Regions from separate parts of the Cyprinus carpio genome. Here region 1 is linked to region 2. The links are chromatin contacts, called in public Hi-C maps. All regions are on one chromosome and are shown on one strand. Each heading gives the region's core, a stretch centred on a gene start, on an enhancer-like site or on the middle of the called end of the contact. The rest is flanking DNA. Distances are from core to core; before and after follow the strand shown.

What was found. A called contact is a pair of places that touch in the nucleus more often than the background predicts.
Region 1: a Hi-C map of skeletal muscle shows a contact between it and region 2, with 10 times the contacts expected there. The contact joins the promoter of xpot here to the promoter of rpl18a in region 2. A contact is called at or near these places in 3 of 8 Hi-C or Micro-C datasets (liver and skeletal muscle).

What each region holds. Positions count from the first base shown.
Region 1 is chrB4:1,972,416-1,978,994 of ASM1834038v1, reverse strand. It overlaps xpot (exportin-T), which reads right to left and starts at 2,868. Exons shown (of 25, transcript XM_042721570.1): 1 at 2,713-2,868; 2 at 579-729; 3 at 315-397; 4 at 171-227. The coding sequence starts at 668. LOC109100103 (a long non-coding RNA gene) reads left to right here and starts at 3,490. Exons shown (of 3, transcript XR_006154445.1): 1 at 3,490-3,983.
Region 2 is chrB4:1,838,579-1,845,278 of ASM1834038v1, reverse strand. It overlaps rpl18a (60S ribosomal protein L18a), which reads right to left and starts at 1,513. Exons shown (of 5, transcript XM_019089624.2): 1 at 1,372-1,513; 2 at 371-550. The coding sequence starts at 1,389. LOC109070595 (dual specificity protein phosphatase 16-like) reads right to left here. Exons shown (of 7, transcript XM_042721565.1): 6 at 5,767-5,890; 7 at 2,554-5,132. The coding sequence ends at 4,400.

The DNA.
Region 1 (6,579 bases), core at 1,619-4,118, 130 kb before region 2:
AGAGACTTCTTTCAAAAACATTAAGAATAGTAATGTTTCCAAACTTTTGACCTGTACTGTATTTGGCAGATGCTTTTATCCAAAGCGACTTGCACTGCATTCAAGGTTTTACGATGCATTTTATCAGCTGATGATAAAGAGTTTATATGAATACAAAGATTCAGTGATACCTGAATTTGATCTGATGCTCCAAGACTTGAAAGCAGAAGAACTTTACATGATCGTCACTGACAGAGAAACACAAATGCATCGTATTAATTAAAATGTTATTATGTGAAACACTGTAGTATCCTGCAGCATGCAGTCCATCTTACCTGTAAACCCCTTTAGCCAGGGCTTGAGCGCACACCTCCCATCCATCCAGAGACTCTTTCAACTGCTCAAAATATGCAAGCGCCTGAAAAAAAAAAAACACAGCGAATTTGAGTAAAATTGTATTATTTACGATGCATTCAGAGTATTAGTCATGCAAAACATGCCAGGGACCGAAACTGAATTCTGCAGACATCTGTGAGTAAATAAACGATTCAAGTGTGTATATGTTCACTGAAAGATCTGATGTAGTGTTTTGCGCTCACCCTCTGCCTGTAGCAGGCATCGGCGTTGGGGTTCAGTCCCATGAGGGCCTGCTCGTCCATGATGGCAGGTAACGCCGACTCGCAGGCCATACGTGGGTTAGCTGCTGTCCTCGATCAGTTTATCCCAAATCTCCAAACAGGACACACACATCTGAGAGAGAGAGACACAGGCATCCACATAAACATGAGTCAGACTTTTATATCTTACAGTACACACAACAACATAATAATGTAGGAAAAAAAAGTGCTCCACTGATAAACTAGAGAGCAGGATGACCGATGGCTAACATAATATTAATAAACAGAGTACAATTTAATGACTATAAAACATTTAATGACCAAGTAAATAATAGTGCTGTCAAACAATTAATCGTGATTAAATGCATACAAAATAAAAGTTTGTTTGCAAAAAATATGCGTGTGTTCTGTGTATATTTATTATGTATATATAAATACACACATACAGTATATATATATTACGATTAATCGTGATTAATTGCATACAAAAAAGTACCTGATATTTATATTCTAAATAAATAAATTTAATATGCAAACAAAAAATTTCTGAAATATAGACATGCATGTGTGTATTTATATATATACATAATAAATAAACATAGCATACATACATATACAATGTAAACAAAAACTTTTATTTTAGATGCGATTAATTGTTTGACAGCCGTAGTAAATAAGATTAAGAGCATTAGCAATGAGCAAGTTTGCAACTGTTAATACAACAAGTAAACAGTCTGACATTCTGATCAAAAAGGTCTTAATAATCTGTCAATATAACAATCTGATCAAAAAGGTCTTAATAATCTGTCAATATAAAAATAGTTCATTTGTGGTAATGTGGTTGAGAGATCACACTGGAAAGACATATTGTTTATTAACTACATTAATCACGTTTGTTGCATTAACTGAAACTGCAAAGGTGGAACACAAAAAGTATGTTTATTAACTTTATTAACTAATTCCATGTTTGAATTTGACAGTGCAAAAACGTAAACAAAAATGATTCAACTTTACATAGTCTTGTGTGATGCTATATTACAAAATAATATAAAAATATCACAGTATGATGAGATAAACATGGCTGTTTCAGGTCACACATCCATGTGAATGTCAGAAAATAATCTGCTCAGAAGTAGCATAAATGCATTTAAACAGCAATTACAACTGTATAATTTGATACTGGGCTCAAGCAGAGTGAAAACCAGCATTATTTTACATCTTCACACTTAATTTTAAGCAGCCTTAACTCATCTGTGTAAAGACACCTTCAGACATCATCACTCAGAATGAATTAAAACAAAGGGATGTTTGATTACAATGCAATTCAACACCAATAAGCGCTTTAGAAAGTGAAATGACGTCATCAGAGCAACTAATAATTGTGACCAAACAAACACACACATGCTGAATCATCACTCTTTCAGCACGACTGACTCGCTCTTTCTCTCTTTCACTGTGTGCACACGAACACAAGCGACAAAATATCCTGGTATGGCATCATAACGCTTTAAGGACGTGGTACTATAGTGTTTTGACATGCAGTTCTAGAGTATTCTGTAAGTGTAAATGCTATAGTAATCTATTATCACCTGACAGCGCCTCTGTAACAGTACTTTTTCTGATGCAATAGTGAGCTTTACCAACTTCACATGACCCACTAACCCCAAAACACTATTCCATTTGTACCACAAAATTATATTTAGCTCGGATATTCGCTTAACTCGCGATTACGTTCTCGTATTATCAAAATAACCGACTTGCGCGCTCGCGCTGCTAACCGACAAGCGTGTCACGCGCGTACCGAACCTCAGAGAACGTGGCGTGACAGACTGAGAAAAACACGCTGAAATAACGACAAACCTGCGTCGTACAGCAACCGAAATACAAAAGCGACGGCCGTGATTATTGTTAACTAACACACGTGGGTGGTTAAGTGAGTTATCGGCTTAATTGGCGGATAAGATTGTTGTGAATGTAATCATGATGATGATGATGATGATGACGCCGCCGCGCGCGCTATCAAGACAAAAGCCTCGCGCGGAACTTTCATATAAATTAATAAAACACGCCGCGACCGTGTAAATGTATGGATAAGGTAAAGTTTACCGCACCTTACCGTGAACTTTACCGCTCCATCATCAGCCGCCCAGCTCAAGCGACTCAGTGCGCATGTAACAGATCCAGCAGCGGCGTGTCGGGCCGACCGGATGTGCGGGGCACGAGAACAGGAAGAACTTCAGCACGTAGACGCGCTCGCATCACGCACGCTTTACGTAGGCTATGCAACTGAGGAGGACGTATTATTTTTATATAAAGCGTTATATAACGACTACAGACTAACCCCAAAGAAAATGTTTAGTGCAGTAAAAATGTTTTAGAACTAAATCTCTTTCCCCCCACCAAACGATTATGAAAAAATTACACAGTTAGGCTACAAATGTATGTACAAAAGAAATAAAAATGTTATTTAGCTATCAAAAATTTTTTTTTTGAAAGGTACATACACATTCACTTATACATTCATACAATCTAATAAATATTTGTTTAACAGAAAATCAGAGTAAAACTGTTGTATATATTTATATATCTTTTCACTAGAGGGCTCTGTTCACAAACTAATGAGAGGAGATTTTGCTCATAACGTCTTTCTTTCAGACTAGTGGAAGAAAACGTCCAAAATACACTTTTAAGTGTTTTTAATACACTTCGTCTTTACTGCATCTGTTCGTCTATCTTCAAAGACTGCGATTATTCTCCACTTCAGCAGCACTTTTCATAATATAATGATTGAAGATTATTATTAAAGATAATTTAGTCAACGTTTAGGATTCATAGAAATTGACTAAATGATATCACATCTACTTCAGGCCAATTATTTTTTTGTTTGTTTGTTTTTTTGTTAATTAAATCATTTTTATTATTTACATTTTCACACAGCCCCCAGATTAGAGTTGGGTGGTATTTTCCTCATATTAAATTAATGCAACAATCAGACTATAACCATCTATAATACATAAAAACTCAGGGAAAGCCAGAGGGGTGCAGCTCGTTTCCTTCTGTTTGAACTGCTCTGAAAATCACACTCGGCTCTCTTTGTTTGTAAAAGATTCGAAGCCGAGCTTTAAAACACGGTGCTGTGAGCCAAATCCCATTTCCCCCTTCTCTGTCGGCATAAACCCGTGCGTGTTTATTTAAACGGAAAGCTTTTTCATCGGAACCGTGTTGAAAAGCAATCGGCTCACACTACTTCATTTCTGTCTGAGGCGCTACGCTTCCCGCCTCAAAGGATCGTGGCGCGCAGGTACAGAGGCGGGAAATCCTCTGAACCAATAATGTTTCATGATGTTTCCCACGCTTGCGGCCTGATTGATTTCCCTGCTGGTTGAGGTAATTGTTCAATCCAGTTTGCTCTGACAACGCTAAAGCTTCGGTACTGAGTCATGGTTTCATGGTTTCTTCTTCCCGCCAAACCCGCAGCCAGCGCGGCCGTTAAAATTACTCGTTTGAATTTGAAAATCGGCCGTTGGTTTGCGCGGTAATTAGGTCAATTAAATAACAAGCATGGAAGACTCGAGAGAAGCACGTCCGTTCTTTATACTCTAGACTCTAGAGTTCAAGTGTGTTTGACCATCTTGCAGAATATCAAAGAAACGCTCAAACTTTCCACCATTGCGGTGTATTCTCTCTCTGTCTCGTTCCCACACGCTGATAGTGTTTTACAGGTGGGCTTTCATTCCCTGCTGATTATTTATCCTGCTTTCCTCCACAGAAGTCCTGCCAGCTCTGTCCGTCCGAGGCCTGTGTGTTGTCTCTGACCCGCCGGTTACAACAGCTGATTATTAGTCTGAAATACAGCCGACAGCCTTTGAAATCAGCTCAGCTCCTTCATTGAGTTCTAGGCCTGAGTACGTTTAGTCATGCGCAGGATTTGTGTACTGGAAAACGCTCAAAAGACAGACATGACCGATGGATTCTGAGGACGCTTTGTGATTTTCCAGGATGTCTGTGCCGAACTGCATTTTTGTTTTGGCTTGTGGTGTACCGAAAGGCGCCGAAACGCAAGCCAGACTCAAAAGTACTCGACTTTGGCAGGTGATGTCACACCTACGAGTGTTTTAGCTGAAATCTTTGAGAAAGCTTTGTGTTCAATGAAACAAAATACCAGACATCTAAAACAGATCCAGAGGAAATGAGACTTATATTATGAATCAGATGTTTTTCCTAAAATTAAAAATAACGATTGATTTAGAGTAGTCAACGGACGGAGGGTCCAGAGCTGGTTTTCTGATATACTGATGCCAATGTCTTTGAATAGAACGTGAGGAGCTGCAAGTAAAACTAATTTCATTAAAACTAAAACCAAATTAAAGAAAGATTAAAGACTCTAAGAGTCAACATACTGTAAGAGTATAGAGCTTTAGAATACACGTCTCAGTATTTGCTCGTTTGGTCAATTTGATGAGAAATGTTTGACTTTTAAGACTTTTGATCGCAAACTTCAGTTATTCTGGCATAGTTTATTCTGGTCTGAGCCTCCTGAAACATTGTTGAGATCTCTTTCGAAACTAAAAGAAGATGAACTTGAAATCACTGCAGTGTTTTTCTCAGGAGAAATGTTTAAACGGAGACTTTAGCAAAGGCCTCAGTTTACTCTCCATTTTTATTTTGCTGATGCAACACAGTGAAGGATCTCAAGCTTTGATGTGATAGTCTGGATGATTTTCTGAAGCTACTATGAGATTGATTCAAACGTCTTTAAATCGAATGTGAGGTACCGCAACTAAAACTCTTTATGGTAAACTAAATTAAAGTTAGATAGACACTATTGAGTTAATAATAGGCAAAATATGCCAAAATATGTCATTTGGCAAAATATGCCAAATGATGTAAACCAGTTTAGATCATTTGGTCGTTGAACAGTTTGATGAGAAATGTTTGAGTTGAGATCTGCAAACTGTAGTTATTCTGCCGAATCTGGTCTGAGCATCATGAGACATTGCTGAGATCTCTTTTGAAACTAGAGGAGAAACGTGAGATTGGGGTCTTTTTTGCAGGAGGAACATGAAAAGTAGGAGACTTTAGCAAAGGCCTACATTTACTATTTTGCTGATGCAACAGTGAATCATCTGGAGCTTTAATATGATCGTCAGATTGATTTTTTGCAGCTGATGTGTGATTTATTATAAATGTCATTGGGTCTAGTGTGTGTGTGTGTGTGGTCTCACCGTACCGCGTTCCCAGCGCTCTTACATCACTTTAAACTCATCAGATCTGAGGGGGGTCACTTTACTGACTTGATCCTAATCCACTGATGCACTGATGTGTGTATGGAGCCTTCGAGGGGGAAAATCTGCTGGTATGTTATCCTGAAATGATCCCAAAATGAGCAAATAGTTCTTGTAGCCTGTAAAAGTTGTGTGAGATGAGAGCTGCTGGAAAGTGGGAAAAGCGAGTAAATCCCAGCAGTGCGAAGCTCCATCCGAACGGCTGATCTCAGCCTTCATTAACTGCTGTAAGCTGCTTATGTGACTTTCATCAAAGGCAAACAAATAAATGTCAGAGAAATTGAATTAATTCCCAGCATGCTGAGTGCCAAAGACCCCCCTCTGCCATGGAAAAGTTGAATGTTGATGCTCTGGGTTTTGGTGTCTTGGAGAGAGACGGATTTGGGCAATGGTGCTCTGGATTTTCTAGCAAACCCTATATGCATAAAAACTAAAGACAAATGCATGATTTTTTTGAAGCTTTCATGTGTTTGAAAATAGATGTACAAAATATGTTTAATGCATTTAACTTGACAGTAGTTATAGAGACATATGCATGGGTTTTTGGGCTTCCATATGTTTAGAAACAAATAAATATGTATGTAGAAAATAAATTTTTTTCTAATGCATATGAATTCAAGAAATGCTAAATGCATGACCTTTTTGGGCTTCAGTATGTAACAAAAATCTAATATATTTCTAATGAATTTACCTTGAGG
Region 2 (6,700 bases), core at 264-2,763:
TGAAATTCATGGCACTCACTGCCAAAGGGAATCGACCCCCAGCAGTCAAAAGGGAACAGACTCTTCTTTAACAGCCTTTAATAGAGCGAACCATTAATTTAGGTTCTTTCAGGACTATTCTTCTCAATAAATTGGTCAAAACAAAAAACACCATCGCAGATAAGCCTACTTTCTAGCTGAAGCAGTGAAATAAACCTGTATGTGTGAACGTATATTGCTGATCATCACCTTACACTCACTAAAACTGAGATTTGTCGTCAGTATTATCCTCGAACACTGAGTCTTAAATGACACACTACTAACAGATACCGATCAGGAAAAGGGAATCGACTCCAAAACCCATCTGGGAACCAAAAAGCCCTATTCGTACCAGGCCGCAGTACACAATCTCTCCAGAGGCTTTCTTCATCTTCCTCAGCTGGGAGACGAAGTACCAGAAGCGAGACTTGGCCACCACATGGTTTGGGGCGAAGATCCTCATGCGGTACAGAGGGGGCGCCGGGTTTTTAGCAGAGGGCAAGAGACGCCCAACAACCTTATACTCCCGAAGCTGCAGAGAGACAGAAAACACAGTCAGAGATCAACACAAACAATATTAGCTCAACGAAACTTGAACCTGAATACTTAACTAGTTCAGAAGTGAATGACTAGAGAAGGATGTAAACCTGCACTGCAAAATAAATATATTAAGTTAGGTCTTAATGAAGTCTTTCTATTTCAAAAGCTGTCTTTTACCTGCCGTTTCTTTTTAAGTGTTTTGAACCTAACTTGCAATTTCTAAGTGATAAGTTTTAATTCCATCACAGTTTTCATTAGATATTTGATGATCAGTGTCTATTTCCATGCGGTTTCTCCTTTAACACTTTTAGCAGTGTTTAAAGTTTACTAATTAAACCCTGCAGGAAGAAGCACGATTTGAGCATCTGTGACTGATCTAGATTTACTTATACTTGATTCACATTTATTTAAAAGCGCATAAAACGATCTTAACATTACTGAATCAGAATAGAATACGAGCGCGAGCTGATTGTGATTAACACTCAGACAACAAAGAATGTGGTAGACAGGGGACGTAACTTAAATAACATTGGCTAAAATATGAGAGTAAGTGCATTGAGAGTGTATTAATTAGTAATATTATGATAACTCAAATCCTAAGATGTGCATTGTGTGTGTTTAATCGCGAGCACATGGAGCCGCCATGTTCGTCTCCGCTACAATCAACACGTCAGAGCTAATTTAGCGCTTCGATTCTAAATGTGCTTCGGGTGCAGACGCTGTTATGGATGGTTTAGTGCCTTATGTGTGTTTTCAGGTCGTAACTGTGAGGTTTACGCGACTGTAAAGTGATTTTAAAAGGATTTTACGTACTGTGCCAGACGCCTTCATGGTGTCTCTCGCTGACGGCCGCTGTGAAAGAGGAAGCAGCAGGGCGGGGAATCCTGACGTCAATCCGCTTCCGAGGGGGCGGGGCTTACTGGAAGCGTTTTTATTGGTCACGCAGAGCCGTCAATCATAGCCGTTACCGGTCTTTTATTTTATTATGATTAATTTATTTATTTTTACTTTAAAAGAACATGCAATGCATACAAGTCAAACGGAAATGTGGGATAACACCTTACTTATCTACACAATACATAGTAAGGTATTAGATTTATTTTAATATGAGATATTTTATACACTTCTTATTTCTAGTAATTGAATTCAATGAGTCATAAAATATTTTTAAGATCTTTACAGAAAAAAAATATGGACATTACTTCAGCTTTATGGTAATAAAACGTCACAGGATTGATTATTACCTTGAGCCTGTATTACAGTCCGAAATTATAGATTCATTAATAACTTTGTAGAATGTATCACCTGCTTCCGAAAAATCTTTAGAAGAATTGTAATTATTGATTAAATACATAAGAGATTAGGATTCAGAATTACAAAAAGAGCATTGTGGTGAGACGCATTCCTGGTGGAAAAACTACATTACCCATGATTCCTCAGAGTTGTGCGTTACTGCCGCCTGCTGGACACAAACGTAAAACGCATCTACAACAGCAGCGTTTATTAATATATCTTAATTATTCAATTATGAAGCTATAAAATACGTTTGGGTGTATCATTCAAGTAAATCCACATTAATAAACACACAACTGGGACAGGAATAAAGCTCTGAACTCTCTAAACGCTTTTGAAGTGCTTTGCTCGCTGATTGGTGGGTTCTTCTGCACAGCATCTTGGGAACTGTAGTTTTTTTTCACCACGCGAACTGGATTCGAAAAATGTTTACACAAACGATTAACAACTTTACAACTCAGATCAACAGGTTTGTCATTTCTAACTTGAATGTGATATTTTCATTGTGATTTGTAATCATACAATGTATTAGCATAATCATAAACACACTGGTTTTTAGCTCAAATTTTTTTTTTTTTTTAAGTAGAGTTTTTTTTTTTTTTTTATCAATTTTTTTTTGTGTTTTTTATAGTTTTTATACAATTTTGGTTGTTGAATCGAAAGTTTTGGGCCTTACTGTTTTAATGGAGACAGCTGAAGATGTTCAAGTACCACTTGTGTTTTATTTCAACAATCAATAAACAGCTACTGATTAATATCTCCAGAAACGCTCTCGTTCATCTCACGGCGGTACCATCCCAGACACCAATCACGAAAATAATGGCTGATCTGTCTTATGAACGATTATAACAGTCATTCGACTTTATTGTAAAAATATAAAACATCGGTCACTGTGAATTTGGGGCCTGTGTGAAAGCAGGTCGAATGTGATTCAGAGACTCATGATTCAGTGATTCAGTGATTCGGTGATTCGGTGATTCAGTGATTCGTTCTGTCTTCAGCTCAATTTTCACAGCTTTGGGAAACTGATTGTGTCCTTGTGTTTAAAGTCATCAAGCGCAGATCAGAGGAAGATGGTTTCAGCGTGAAGAGGACGGTCTGAAGGAGTCTCTACGGCGCTCCACAGCTGATCCTGGAGCAGACGAGTCAATGCTGATGACCGGACCTCCGGCGAGTCTTTAAGAAGGCACACCCGCACCGCTCAGTGTGAGTCTGTGAACATCATCAGCACCGTTCTGGATCGCCAGAGAAGGAGAGAGGGCTTCTGGATGTAAAGTGCTCAGACTAATGAAGTGTTTCTCGTCTGCGTCTCATCAGGACGCATCTCGTGTGAAGAAGCTGCTGGAGGCTCAAGAGTTTCGGATGCAGCGTCAGTGAATCATGTCTGTTTGGAAACGAGCATCATCACACGCTTGAGCCTGACGATGGAGAGAATCACAGATCTGTGTGTGTGTGTGTGTGTGTGTGTGTGTGTGTTTGATTCTAGATCTCCAACAGAGTCCACACTTCCTGAGATCATAATTCAACACATACATTTCAAAAGACGCTCTTAAGGCAAGACACTACAGGCGTTTTAATGCCTTTTTTGCTTCTTCTTTCAGACTAGTGGATTAAAAAAAACATCCAAAATACACATTTAAGTGTTTATTTTATTGCATTTTAGTTTTTTTTTTTTGCATCTGTAGATTCCAATTGCAATCTTTGAAGAGTTTTTTTCTCTTGCATCCACCGAACTTTACAGTTTTTATGCATATCTGTATTCTGGAGGCTTTTAGTGAGGGGTTTGTTCATATATCATTCACACATGGTGACAGTATTTTCTGAGAAGAGGGGGAGTGATTTACATTATGCATATAAATTAAATAATTATGCATATTTTTAAATATATATATTTTTTTTTTAATGTAATCAATCAGCTGGTGATGTACAGTCAAACCAAAAATTATTCAGACTCCAGATATAATTTTTGATATTTTTTTACTAGTGAGTGCAGGACACTATACTTCATAAATGTAAGTGTGACATATTACACCCAAAAACTCTTCATACAGTGGACTTACAGTAAATTTGGGAGCAAAAACTATTCAAACACTTTTCTTTAATTGCTAATGTGATCTCTTTACACCACAGACTGATTAAAATAAAGCACTGCTTGGTAATGAGTTGAGCTGAATTGGTTTTATCTAACTGTGTTCTTGCATTTAACAGCAATTTGACTGAATCCATTACACACCTTTCTATCAAAGTTATCTGATATTATCAAGATGCATTTGTTCTGACAGTTTAACTCAGAGTCACTTTCTAAATTAAAACGAATAAACTGTGATAATGTGAGAAATGTTGTAGGTGTCTGGATATATTTTGGTTTGACTGTATATTAGGGTTAACTAGTTATTTTAATTTAAAAAAAATGGGGGCAGATGCTAATGGGGTTAAGCTCCGCCCTGTTTATCTGTAGTGTCTTGCCTTGATTTGAACGGTGAGGCGCTCAGAGAGACTCCACCTTCATGCACGTCTGAATGAGAACAAAGCAAAGAAAGGATCGTCCTCAGGAGACCTCGATGATTTCCAAGCTGCCGGAGAAGCTGGACTGGCTGCTCCTCGTGCTCATCTCCTCTCGGGATCGGCTGTCCGTCATGCCGTCTCTCTGGCAGCTCCTGCGCTTCAGCTGCTTCTCGAAGCTGCTCTCCTCATGCCAGCTCCTGCGCGAGTCTCCTCCGTCTCCGCTGCGCTGCCGGCCGCGTCTCCTCACCGCCTCCAGACCCGGAGCGCAGCCGTAAAAGCGCGCCGACTCGGAGGAGAGGAACCAGCCTCCGGTCACGGGTCCGAGAACGATGTCTGAGTGCCAGCCTTTAAGTGCTTGAGCCGTTTTAGACGGAGCTCCATCCACGCTGCCGCTGCGCTGGAGCGTCTTATTATTATTATCTTCAGCCGGACTTTGCTCCGAAACCTCCGGCACCGGCGAGAACTGGCAGGGTTCACCGGCGGGAAACGCTCGCAGAGGCGCTCCGGACTCGCCGTACGACTTGATGTCCAGAGAGAAGGAGCGTTTGGGCCGGACGTTCTCCTCCGGTTCCTCCCCGAGCTGAAGGCCACAGAGCGCCCGGGCCAGAAGATGCTCCTCGGGGACGCCGGCCAGAACGCAGGGCATCGTCAGCGGCTCCGGCTTCTGCTCGTCTGACGGCGCCTCGCTCGCGCTCTTCAGCTTCTTCTCGAAGTCCAGCAGCTGACCTAAGAAGTTGAAGTTGGGCGAGATGGTCGGCCGCTTCTCCTTCACGAACCTGAGAACGCACACGCATGTGATGAGATCAGACTTGAGAGTTTTTATCTCAATTCTGACTCTTTTTCTTGCAGATGCAAGTTTTCATCTCACAATTCTAAAAAAAAAAATTTCATTAGAACTGCGAGAAAAAAGTCAGAATTGCGAGAAAAAATTATTTGTAAGATATAAATTCACAATTATCAGGAAAAAAAGAACTGTAAGATATAAACTCACAACTGCAAGAAAAAAAGATAAAAACTTGCATTTGTGAGAAAAAAAGTCAAGAATTGCAAGAAAAAATAATTTGTAATATATAAATTCACAATTATCAGGAAAAAGCCAGAACTGCAAGAAAAAAAAGTCAAAATTGTGAGAAAAAGTCAGAATTGAAAAAAAAAAAAAAAGTGTGAATTTGTAAGTTATAAACTCACAATTACGAGAAAGTCAGAATTGCAAGATATCTACAAATTAATTTAATCTCAACAAGTACTGTCATGTGTAAGTTACATTTTTTGCATGACAGTAGTCAGAATGTGTTGAGCTGTCATCGAAATAATAATAATAATAATAATACGATCACAATACGAGGAAGATTCTGCTGAAATATAAGCTGGGCGTGTTTGAGATCCACCCTTTAATTAAGGCTGTGGTACCTGTACGCTTCATCTAAAGACATGTCCATCCTCTTCATGATGTAAGCGATGGCGATGGTGGCCGAGCGAGAGATTCCCGCCAGACAGTGGACCAGGACCCTGGCGTTACTGGCCTTGGCTTTCTCTGACAGGAAACACACAAAGACACTTCCTGTCAGCTGACCCCCCACTCTCAACATTTTTACTTCTACGGTCACGTGATCGTGTTTGTGTCAAAAGGCCAAAATGATCAGAACACTAGTATTCTCAGCAGCTGAAACGGTTTGAAGTCAGGTATTTCTATCTTTTGCTGAAGTGTGTCAGTACGAAATATCAGTTTACATTTACAAACATTCATTTTTTATAGCTGCTAAAAATAATAGTGTTCTAATCATTTTGGCCTCCGCTGTAAACCTGTGGAAGAAATAAAACGTTTGCAAAGGACAAACTAAGACTGAACTAAAAGAAACTAAAAACGAAATGAAAAATTTAATAAAACATATATAGATATATATATATTAAAAAAAGCAGAAGCACTAAAATTATGAACTGGAAATAATGTTAACTGAAATGGAAACTACAACTGAAATGAAATGAAATGAAATACACTTAAACACAAATAAAATTAAATTTAACCTAAAGAGTAAAACTGAAATTAAATTAAACATAAATAGTAATATTTATAATATTATATTAATATAAAATAATATAAAATATAAAAACTCTAAAATAAAAAATTAAAATAACTAAAAAATAAAAATAAAAAAATAAAATAACTAAAAAAATTATAAAATAAAATACAAATAACTAAAAAATAAAAATCATAATGAAAGGAAAAGGAAACCTAAATTGAAAAATTATTGATTTATTAATTTAAAATTATTAATTGGGAATAAATAAAAGATAAATATGAAATTAACAAAAACAAAAACTGAACTAAAACAAACTAAACATT